Linked DNA regions of Pungitius pungitius: region 2 is linked to region 1. Evidence: chromatin contacts called from public Hi-C data. All regions are on one chromosome and are shown on one strand. Each heading gives the region's core, a stretch centred on a gene start, on an enhancer-like site or on the middle of the called end of the contact. The rest is flanking DNA. Distances are from core to core; before and after follow the strand shown.

Region 1 (4,699 bases), core at 932-3,431:
CTGAAAAAGTTCCCCTAGACAACAGGGCCACCTTGTGTTCAGCACGTGAACTTCAGGCTTATTAAGAACCCAGCGAACAGAAATACAAAGGCCCTATGTCGGCTAAAAATAAATATGTAATTCCAAGAAAACAATAATAAATACAAAGTCATTCATACACTCAACTTTGTTGTTTTGCTAGCTATTTCTATTCGGAAAGAAGAATGTCTTACGATAAGATAACTGTCAGGTAACCATCCAGATAACGTCTCTACGTCCAAAGTTCCTTCTAAAGCTCAAGTTTCAAAAGTTCCAGTTTCACAACCTTCTTTTCCTCCGCCCTCCCAACAACCAGAAATGAGTTATCCGGGCCGTAAGAAGTTCTCTCTTCTCTGTGTGGCCCGCGTCGCCTCCACCACGCCGTCCACGCCGTCCAACTCGTCTGCCTCCCGCCACTTCTCCCTGGGATGCAGGAAGAGGTAGTACAGCACGAGGAAACAAAGCCCCAGCACCGATCCTCCGAAGATCAACCCGCTCACTGTCAGCAAAAAGGGGCTTTTCTGCAATTCCGGCTTTAAAAAACCCAGCAGGAACGGAGTCGTGACGTTTACCAAAAAGTACAGCGAGTAGTAGACGGTCATGGGGACCTTGGTGTCCTGCCCTTTGACGTTGAAGAAGGTGAACGTGAGGACAATCCCGATGACCGCTCGGTACAGATACTCAAGCTTTCGCGAGGAGCAGAAGTCGGTCTGAAGCGCGTGCGTCCAGGTCGTCCCCAGCAGCCAGAGGACGGTGAGGCCGATGGAGCTGTAGAGGCTCAGCGCGAGGAGGACGGCGTAGCTGAGGATGTGGCTGCTGATGGTGCAGAGCTTGTAGAGGAGGTAGACGGCCGTGGGGAGGCCCGAGGGCATCTCCCGGAGGTGGGCGAGGGACCTGCGCAGGCAGCGCCGGTAGTCGGTCAGGGACCAGGCGACGTTGAAGAAGGAGAACGCCATGGAGGTGTCTGAAAGGCATGTTTCCGCGTCAAAATGCTGTAAAATGCTGACTACCACTACCAATTCCCCCGAATACGCCTTTACTTACACTGCAGGGCTGAGCCGCCCCCGTGGCCGAGTACTAAGTACAGCTGCAGCAGGAGCTGGGGGACACTCTCCAGGAAGGTCTCAAACAGCTTGAGCATGCTCAAATCCGTGGCCATGCAAAACAAAGCGCGGTCGGCGTCTTTCCTCTCCTCCGAGGCGTTGGAATGCGGAGACTTCCAAACCACTATGAAGCCCTTTTTCAGCTGGTGATAGTACCTAGCAACAGGTTGGACAAAACACAACGACAACAAAGTCGGACACGTGCAGCGCCAGACAAGCTTCGGACACACCTTCCCATTCAAAAGAATGATTCAACAGAATGAGAAGGTGCAAAATGTTAGGTTACAAAACACTGATATGCGGTTGTTCCAGTTTGGGCTTTTCCCTTCTGAAGGATTTGCATGCCACTCGTTACGAGTCACAGGAGGCCCACTTTGCATGTCACAATGCATACCTGCTGAAGATGCCCATGCCGGATAGGTGCAGGACAACGAGTCTGCCTCCGGACAGGCCCGGGACGGCTGGTTTTCCCGCGGCGTTCTTGGCGGCGTCGCTCATGTCGTCCCGGTACCAGGCGTAGCTGAAGATCTGCGTGACCAGCAGCCCGGCCAGAACAAACGCCAGAGTCAGTCCGGCCCACGCGGAATCACCCTTTTGAAAGTATACCGCGGCGAGTCCGACGTCTGTCCCAATGTCCCCGACATACAGGAGCAGTCCGGCGACGGTTAATAACCACCGCAGTTTAGTGTACTGGGCGTCTGCTGGCTCCATTGCGATGTCAATTGTTGAAGTTCAACCGGCGCTTTGCTCTGGGACGGAGCCAGGCGTGTGGTTTGGATCGGGGGAAATGCCACTGTGGACAGGTTGGGTGTCGGAACGAGGCGGTCCCATCTTGGTCGATCTGTTGAAGCATGAGAAAAACAATGAGCATCGTGATGAAGACGCGGCAGTCATCACGCCCCAAAGTTTCATGCACATCCTGTGCAGGTTTACCACCAATCTTATGACAGTGGTGAAATGCAACGTGACAGCAGTCTGCCGGTGTGTCACAGCACTCCTGCCCTTTGAGTTTTGTCATAAACACTGTATTTATGAGTCCTGCCAACTGCAAACCAACCAGTTTGATTAGCAAACAATTAATGACGCTAACAGGAGGGCCAATAAAAAATTCATGACGTTCATTCTGAAGGCTTATATCAAATAAAAGGATTTTATAACACCTGAATGGCATTTTAAAACCTATTTTCTCAATAACAGTGTAACTTTTACATCCTCTAGCCTCATCAAAGGGTCAACTGTTTCATGAGGGGTGATAAAGTACAAGGAAAACATAACCAAAGCAAACTATTTTAAACTCATATTAGCTTTACCTCAATGAAATACAGCCAAAGTTTATCACAAAGATTCCTTACAAACTATTCTGAGCTAATATACAAAAATATATAATTACTTAACAAATCCCAAATTAATTGCATTCCAATTGATCACATTCTGTCTTCATTTACAAAAAGATTGTGGGCACATATCAATTCAACTCACCAGTATATGGTTTCCATGGCACACAACCGTGTCCCACGGAGGCCAGACCTTCAGCATGCAGCCGTTCTCTTTCTCTTTCCTTGAAACCTGCCTGTCTCCACCTCAGTGACAACCCACTGAACCAACAGTTGAACCGGAAGAATGTGGTTACATAATAGATCTTGTGCCTCCCGTACAGTAGGTGCGTGTGTGTGTGTGTGTGTGTGTATGACTGGTTGACAGTTCCTGCTTTAACTTCCATTTCACAACCCTTTGTTCTTTCGAAAATTTTTGGATGGCTTGAATCACAGCCAGTAAGTGTAGAAATCCCCAGGCAACCCTAGACTAAATACCAATCTTTGGATTTGCAAAGTGGTTTTCCTGTAATCGATGCACCGACATGAAGTGTGGGAAAATATTTACCTAAGCTCAGGAACACTGCAATGCGCTTCATATTTGCGAAACTTGAAAAATGTTCAGTGCCACAACCGGATTTGTCTTGGTAGGAGTAGAAGCTCATGCTGGATGATGTTGTAATCTCAGAGCAGGATCCGCAAACAGGGAGCCCCAGGGCAACAAAAACTACATTTGAACTTTACTTACTTACTATGTGTATTATGTCAATGTATTAACAGTACCCCCCTAATTATTTGTTCGAATAAAATACATGTTTTGGTAATAGGCTTATTGGAATTGTACCTACAAAAAATGGTCTATTGTCAAAAATCAGTGAGATAGCATACCTCCACAGGCAATGGCTTTATAATAGCACACGATGTTACACTCCAACCCGCCAGGGGGCGACAGAGAGCCGCGTCTGGTCCTCTCCTCTGCGTAAAAGAGCGTCGTTGGTCCGCCTGCAGCAGCTCGACCCTCCCACTGGCAGAAGAGTGACACGCCATTCAATCGCTGCCTGGCCCTTCGCTGGTAGGAAGCGTCCGGCGTCCTCGTACCTCACGGATAATAATCATTTTAATAATATTATTATTATTAATAATAATAATAATAGCCGACAGAAAAACAACTCCGGCTTCGCTGCGTCACGCAAATCCTCCCACACCAAAAAAAAAAAAAAGTTGAGCCGAACAGTGTCGACATGGGGATCCGAAAGAAGACCAACAAGAACCCGCCGGTGCTGAGCCATGAGTTTGTCATCCAGAACCATGCAGACATCGTGTCCTGTGTTGCTATGGTGTTCCTTCTCGGGCTGATGTTTGAGGTGAGTACCGCTCCACATGTTGAGTGGGTTTAAATCGTGGGATGCCCCCCCCCCCCCCCCCCCACCCGGCTCCCCCAGGCTGCTGCTGCTGCTGGATGCCGAATGCTCCCCATCTGTCCCTCTGGAAAGTGACACGGCTGCCTGCTCTTATTATTCAAACTACTTCCTCTTGTAATAGAAAGTTTTTTTTTTGGTTGCTTCTCTGCAGGGTGGCCTCGGATTTTTTTTGTTGACCCCCCGCGATCAATAGATTTCTCAGGGGTAGGCTTTCATAAACCTGAACGGCATTTCCTTAAAGCGACGTGTGCCCCATAGAGTCCTCTTTCCCTCCCCGTGTTGAACTCGACATTTAGAATCGCTGGTCTCTGCAGGCCCGCCGATTGATGACGAAAATAAACGAAAATGCATCATGAGGAAAATAAAACGGCCCAAAGTTGTTCGGCGTGTGATCACGACGTTTTGTTTATTGTTTCCGCGCGTGTTGTGGACTCGCCACCTCGCATCGGCGGCTACGACAACCCGCCCGTGGCTCTCGGGTTGGTTTGTGCGTGGATGTGTTACGTGGCAATCACACAGGGAGCGAGAGGGCTGTCATCACAGAAAGAGCCCGCTCGCTTAATACAAAAAAAAAAACAATGCTGAAAGTTTGGAGCTCGGACGGCGTCTCGTGGGCGTCTCGACCCCACGCGACCGGATGGATGCCGAATGACCGACTCACGACTCGACATTCACCTCACGTTTCTGCTCAATTTTAAGAGGATGTTTCATCCTCGGCGAAAAGCAGCGCCATTAGAGTCGCGTCAGCAAGGGGTTTCGACTACTTCCGGTTTCGGTTCTACAAAGTAAAACCCCTTCAGCGGGACCAGCTGTTGCAACGTGTACATCCGATCGCAACGGCAGC
Region 2 (4,252 bases), core at 957-3,456, 130 kb before region 1:
CCAGCTCACGTCAGGGGCAACATGGGGCCGAACTTGAGTCAGGCGAAGCCGAGGGGTCATGGCGCCTCTCGGTGGGTCCCGCTGATAAAGGCCATCGAGTCCAAAAAAACCTGAAGAAGATGGGACTATAAAAGCGTCTTATTATAGCAACAATCATATACAAAGCTATTTATCACAAGAGTTTTAAAATTATAGATATAAACGGTAAAATGATGTTAGTACTTATATTGTAACTCTCTATTGAATGAAACGCTTTGAAATAGAGGGGCTTTAACTATTGTGTGATTTTAATTGTTTTTTAATAGTATGCTATCGTTTTGAATGTTTTTATTGTCTGAAACAGTAAGTTTCACTCGTGACCCACTGATGAACAAATGCATTAAGTCATTGTGTGGCGTGTGTGTGTGTATGTTGTTGCCATGTGTCTATTGTGCATAATGTGTGGCTGCCATCGAAATGCCTTAATGTTGCTTTTTGTGCAAGGAATAATTAAACGTTGTTAAGTAAATCTTCTTACTTGAAAAGTTAAAGAAAATGTCACCGTAGCTCATTAGCTCTGATGTGTGCAAAGCCTCCTTCACTAGTGTTAACTAGTGTCCCACACACCAAGCTGTAGGCCCTGGCTTTAGTGGCAATCATGGGAATCATAGCAAGTTGGAAGAGAAACTCGGAGGCCTCTGACATCATGAGCTTGCACCTGTCTCTCTGCTTCCACAGCTCGGGGCTCCAATAAAGGTCACGACCCCTGAGAGTCTTTGCTGATGGACAAATGCGCGTTCCTCCATCAAGTCAAGTCTGAAGTCATATTTATTACAATCAGCCCTGAATTCAATTATTCTGGGGGAAAATACAATAACCGTATAACCATCAAGAAAACGGATGTTCAGGACATTGTTTTCTAACCCCACAGAATGACTGATGAGCACAAATGTCCTTTCTCAGCCTGCTCTGCGCTGACAGTAAATCAAGCAGCAGTTTGAGACATAGCTACGAAGCTGTGACTGTCTCAGCAGAACTACTAAGGAATCGTGGGATGCATTGGAACGTGTTCTTGGATTGGGGAGCATTCTATGTCTGTCAAAGTTTTAGCAGGGGAACATCTCAGAACACTTAAACATCACGTTGAACTTCAAACACCATAACAAGCAAGTAGAATACAAACTACCAAAAAGCTAAACTAATTGAAATACCAGTAGTTTAATAAAATTAGTAGTAGTCCAGCATTCACCTCAGTGCAGAGTGGGGTCGTTTTTTCTCCACAAGGATCCATATCCAACTACCAAAATCCAGCGTGCATCTCAGCTGCAGTTAGGTCATTCTTGGCAGAGTCTGGCTATTGTCATACAACGTTTTACACACTATGATGGGTAATAGTTTAATAGAGTTCAGTACAAATCAAATGCTTGTTTCTCAGAAACCTTGCAGGCAATGTCTTTGGGAAATCAATTATTAGATGGAAGCTCTGAAAAAGTCTGGAGGACATAAAAAAAGAAAGAAAGGCAGAAACAGCCAAGTAAAGAATGTTTAGGATACTATGGGTATGGACACGGTGCCTCTTCGCCTCTGCCACACCCACGTCATGCCAATGCTCCAGATGTCATGGGAACCGATAACAGCTGGGGCTGGTGCATGCAAGGCTGCGTGTGAAAGGTTGCCCCAGCTGCAGAAACCCAATCCCTCTGTGAAACCAGCAAAGGATTAGGCACTTTTGATAAGGTCCTCAAAACATTTCTATTACCAAAACACATCTGTGGAACCGACAAAGTTGGAGAACGTTTAACTATATTTGTGCATTTTACAAATGTTGCAAAGTGTTGTCTGTCTTGTTATGACACAAGTTATGTCTTCCTGGAATAAAACGCATCAAATGTGTTGAAATACAGCCTGAGACATCATCCAAGTCATGTGATGTATGCGTGCCTCATCCAGTAGATTTACCAATAACCACCATCTGCAGGGTTGGATGTTATTACCGGGCTGCAGATGCCCTACTTGTGTCTTTAACAGTATACATTAGGAGACAGAGTTGTGGTCTTACTGAAGTCACGGCTTTGAGGAAAAGGGGAGGAGAAATGTTCAGAAAAAAAACTGCAGGGATGCCAAGTCCAGGACACTTAAATCAGAGGAGTCGCTGAGCGAGCACTCCTGTTTCAGGGTTAGACACATCTGCACGTGTCAGACTTCTCGACCTCAGACAGTCCGTATTGTAGTTGGTCCAACGGAGGACAGGTTGCAGGGTGACCTAATGGGAATTTAAGTTGTGATTATCTGCTCCTTTTTTTTCCTTCTTTTTTTTCTTCTCGCTGCTGTCCCTGTAGTGTCCCTCAGGTCAACAGGTGGAGCCTCGGCCATGTCCACCGGCTCCGCTGCAAGTGATGCCGAGGACGAGGACACATGCCAGGGAAGGACTTCCACCTCGCAGAGGAGCGCACGGAAGATACCCTGCTACGATCCCGACCGGTTTTCAGACGAGGAGTTGGAAGATGACGCCGTGGGGGGGAGGAACAAGCGCCACCGCAAACTGCCCGGGGCGCAGCAGAGGGACGCGCGGCAGACGCAGAGGAACGCGGCCAACGCCAGGGAGAGGTCGCGGATGAGAGTGCTGAGCAAAGCCTTCTCCAGGCTGAAGACCAGCCTGCCCTGGGTACCGGCGGACACCAAGCTGTCCAAGTTGGACACGCTTCGACTCGCCTCGAGCTACATCTCTCACCTGAGACAGCTTCTGCAGGACGAGCGGTTCGAGCACACCTTTGTGCACCCAGTCAACCTGGTACGCAACTGTTGGGAGGCTGAAAAGGGGAACATCTCAGTGTGAATGACCTGTACTCAAAAAATAGACCAGATCAACTAATCTAAAACCACCGGATTGGTGTTTGAAATGTACACTACAATGTTGGATGTGTTCATTTATTGCTAAAAACCTGTTGTCTTTTGCTTTGACAGACCTGGCCATTTATGATGACAGGCCGATCTGAGGAGAGCCAAGGCATCTCACCCCCTGTGAGGCTCTGTGGGGCCACAGCGTAGGACTCCCTCATTCAATCATCAGACAATACGGAACAATCCATCTCTGGGAAGCTGTCCTATTGTCCCCCTCAATGTCCCAGGCAATGACTTTGAACTCAAATCCACATCAAGTGTTGAAACCCTGAGGATTTCAGAATGTGGGAACAATAAAGACTAGAAGTTGTTTTCAGAGATAGTTTGTTGTGTGCGTGATAATAAGTGTTACCGGCTGGACTTGGAAGGGCAGAATCCTCTCACAACTCAAACGATGTCTGTCATTTTGAGCTGACATTGCAATTGAGGAGCTAAATTGTGCAGGATTATTCCATTTTTGATCTCTACAGTATTTATTACATTTGTGATATAATTGTATTTTTTCATATATGTTTTCCAGATAAACAAAACATGGAAAGTATCTGCCTTCTGTCCTTTGTTGTGTAGAATCAAACATCATACTCAGTCCCTCAGAGATTTGGTTTTCCATGTTTTCCTCTATGGAAACATCCCAGTGCCATGTGGATTAAAGTCATCTATGAATCTTGTAAACAATACCTGAAGAAGATGAAAATTAGTGATATTCAAATCAATTCAAATGACAGTTAATCTCAGTTTTCTGATTTTTACAAACATTTTCTAGTTTCTAGCAGAGGGGTATCTTATATACCCATAAAAAGTTTGAAACCAACTGATCTGCAGTTTTTGTGTTTATTGAGATCTATCTAACTATACCATCTCTTATAGGACTCTAGAGTCACACACACACACGCACACACACACACACATACACACACACACACACACACACACACACAATTACAAACATCCACAAATAGCAGACAGAGAAAAATGACCAATGTTCTCTTGATCAACGACTCTTTTTTTTAAGCAAATCCCCTGAACGACGTGAGTACAGATGGATGGAGATCAACTCCCTGGGGGCCACACACGGACCAAAGTGCTCGCGAAGAAGAAGGAGGCGCAGGGAGTAGAAGGAGGAAGAGTTTTCATCAGGTCCTGGTTTAGTCGCAGCTGTTGCCTTGTTGGGAAGTTTCCCAGAAGTCTAAACTGTCCTCCTGGGAGAAAGCGGCCGGTGTGCCAGAGGCGGACAGCTAATGAGCCGCCTTCTCACACTCAGTCCGCCTCCGTTCTCGCTCCATCCAAAACGAGGCAGCGAGAGAGAAAGCAAGCACGCGCACCCGAAAACGAGGGGCCATCAATCAAAGCGCGGCGGGTCAACAAGATGTGG

The links. A called contact is a pair of places that touch in the nucleus more often than the background predicts.
Region 2: a contact with region 1 is called in a Hi-C map of muscle, with 7 times the contacts expected there. The contact joins the promoter of LOC119198826 here to the promoter of xkr9 in region 1. A contact is called at or near these places in 2 of 2 Hi-C or Micro-C datasets (both in muscle).

Annotation. Positions count from the first base shown.
Region 1 is chr19:6,737,500-6,742,198 of fPunPun2.1, reverse strand. It overlaps xkr9 (XK, Kell blood group complex subunit-related family, member 9), which reads right to left and starts at 2,181. Exons shown (of 3, transcript XM_037456083.2): 1 at 1,516-2,181; 2 at 1,063-1,277; 3 at 1-982. The coding sequence starts at 1,832. The coding sequence ends at 342. tram1 (translocation associated membrane protein 1) reads left to right here and starts at 3,551. Exons shown (of 11, transcript XM_037456085.2): 1 at 3,551-3,798. The coding sequence starts at 3,676.
Region 2 is chr19:6,866,123-6,870,374 of fPunPun2.1, reverse strand. LOC119198826 (musculin) reads left to right here and starts at 2,206. Exons shown (of 2, transcript XM_037456360.2): 1 at 2,206-2,770; 2 at 2,944-3,303. The coding sequence starts at 2,351. The coding sequence ends at 3,027. It overlaps trpa1b (transient receptor potential cation channel, subfamily A, member 1b), which reads left to right. Exons shown (of 27, transcript XM_037455240.2): 27 at 1-730. The coding sequence ends at 114.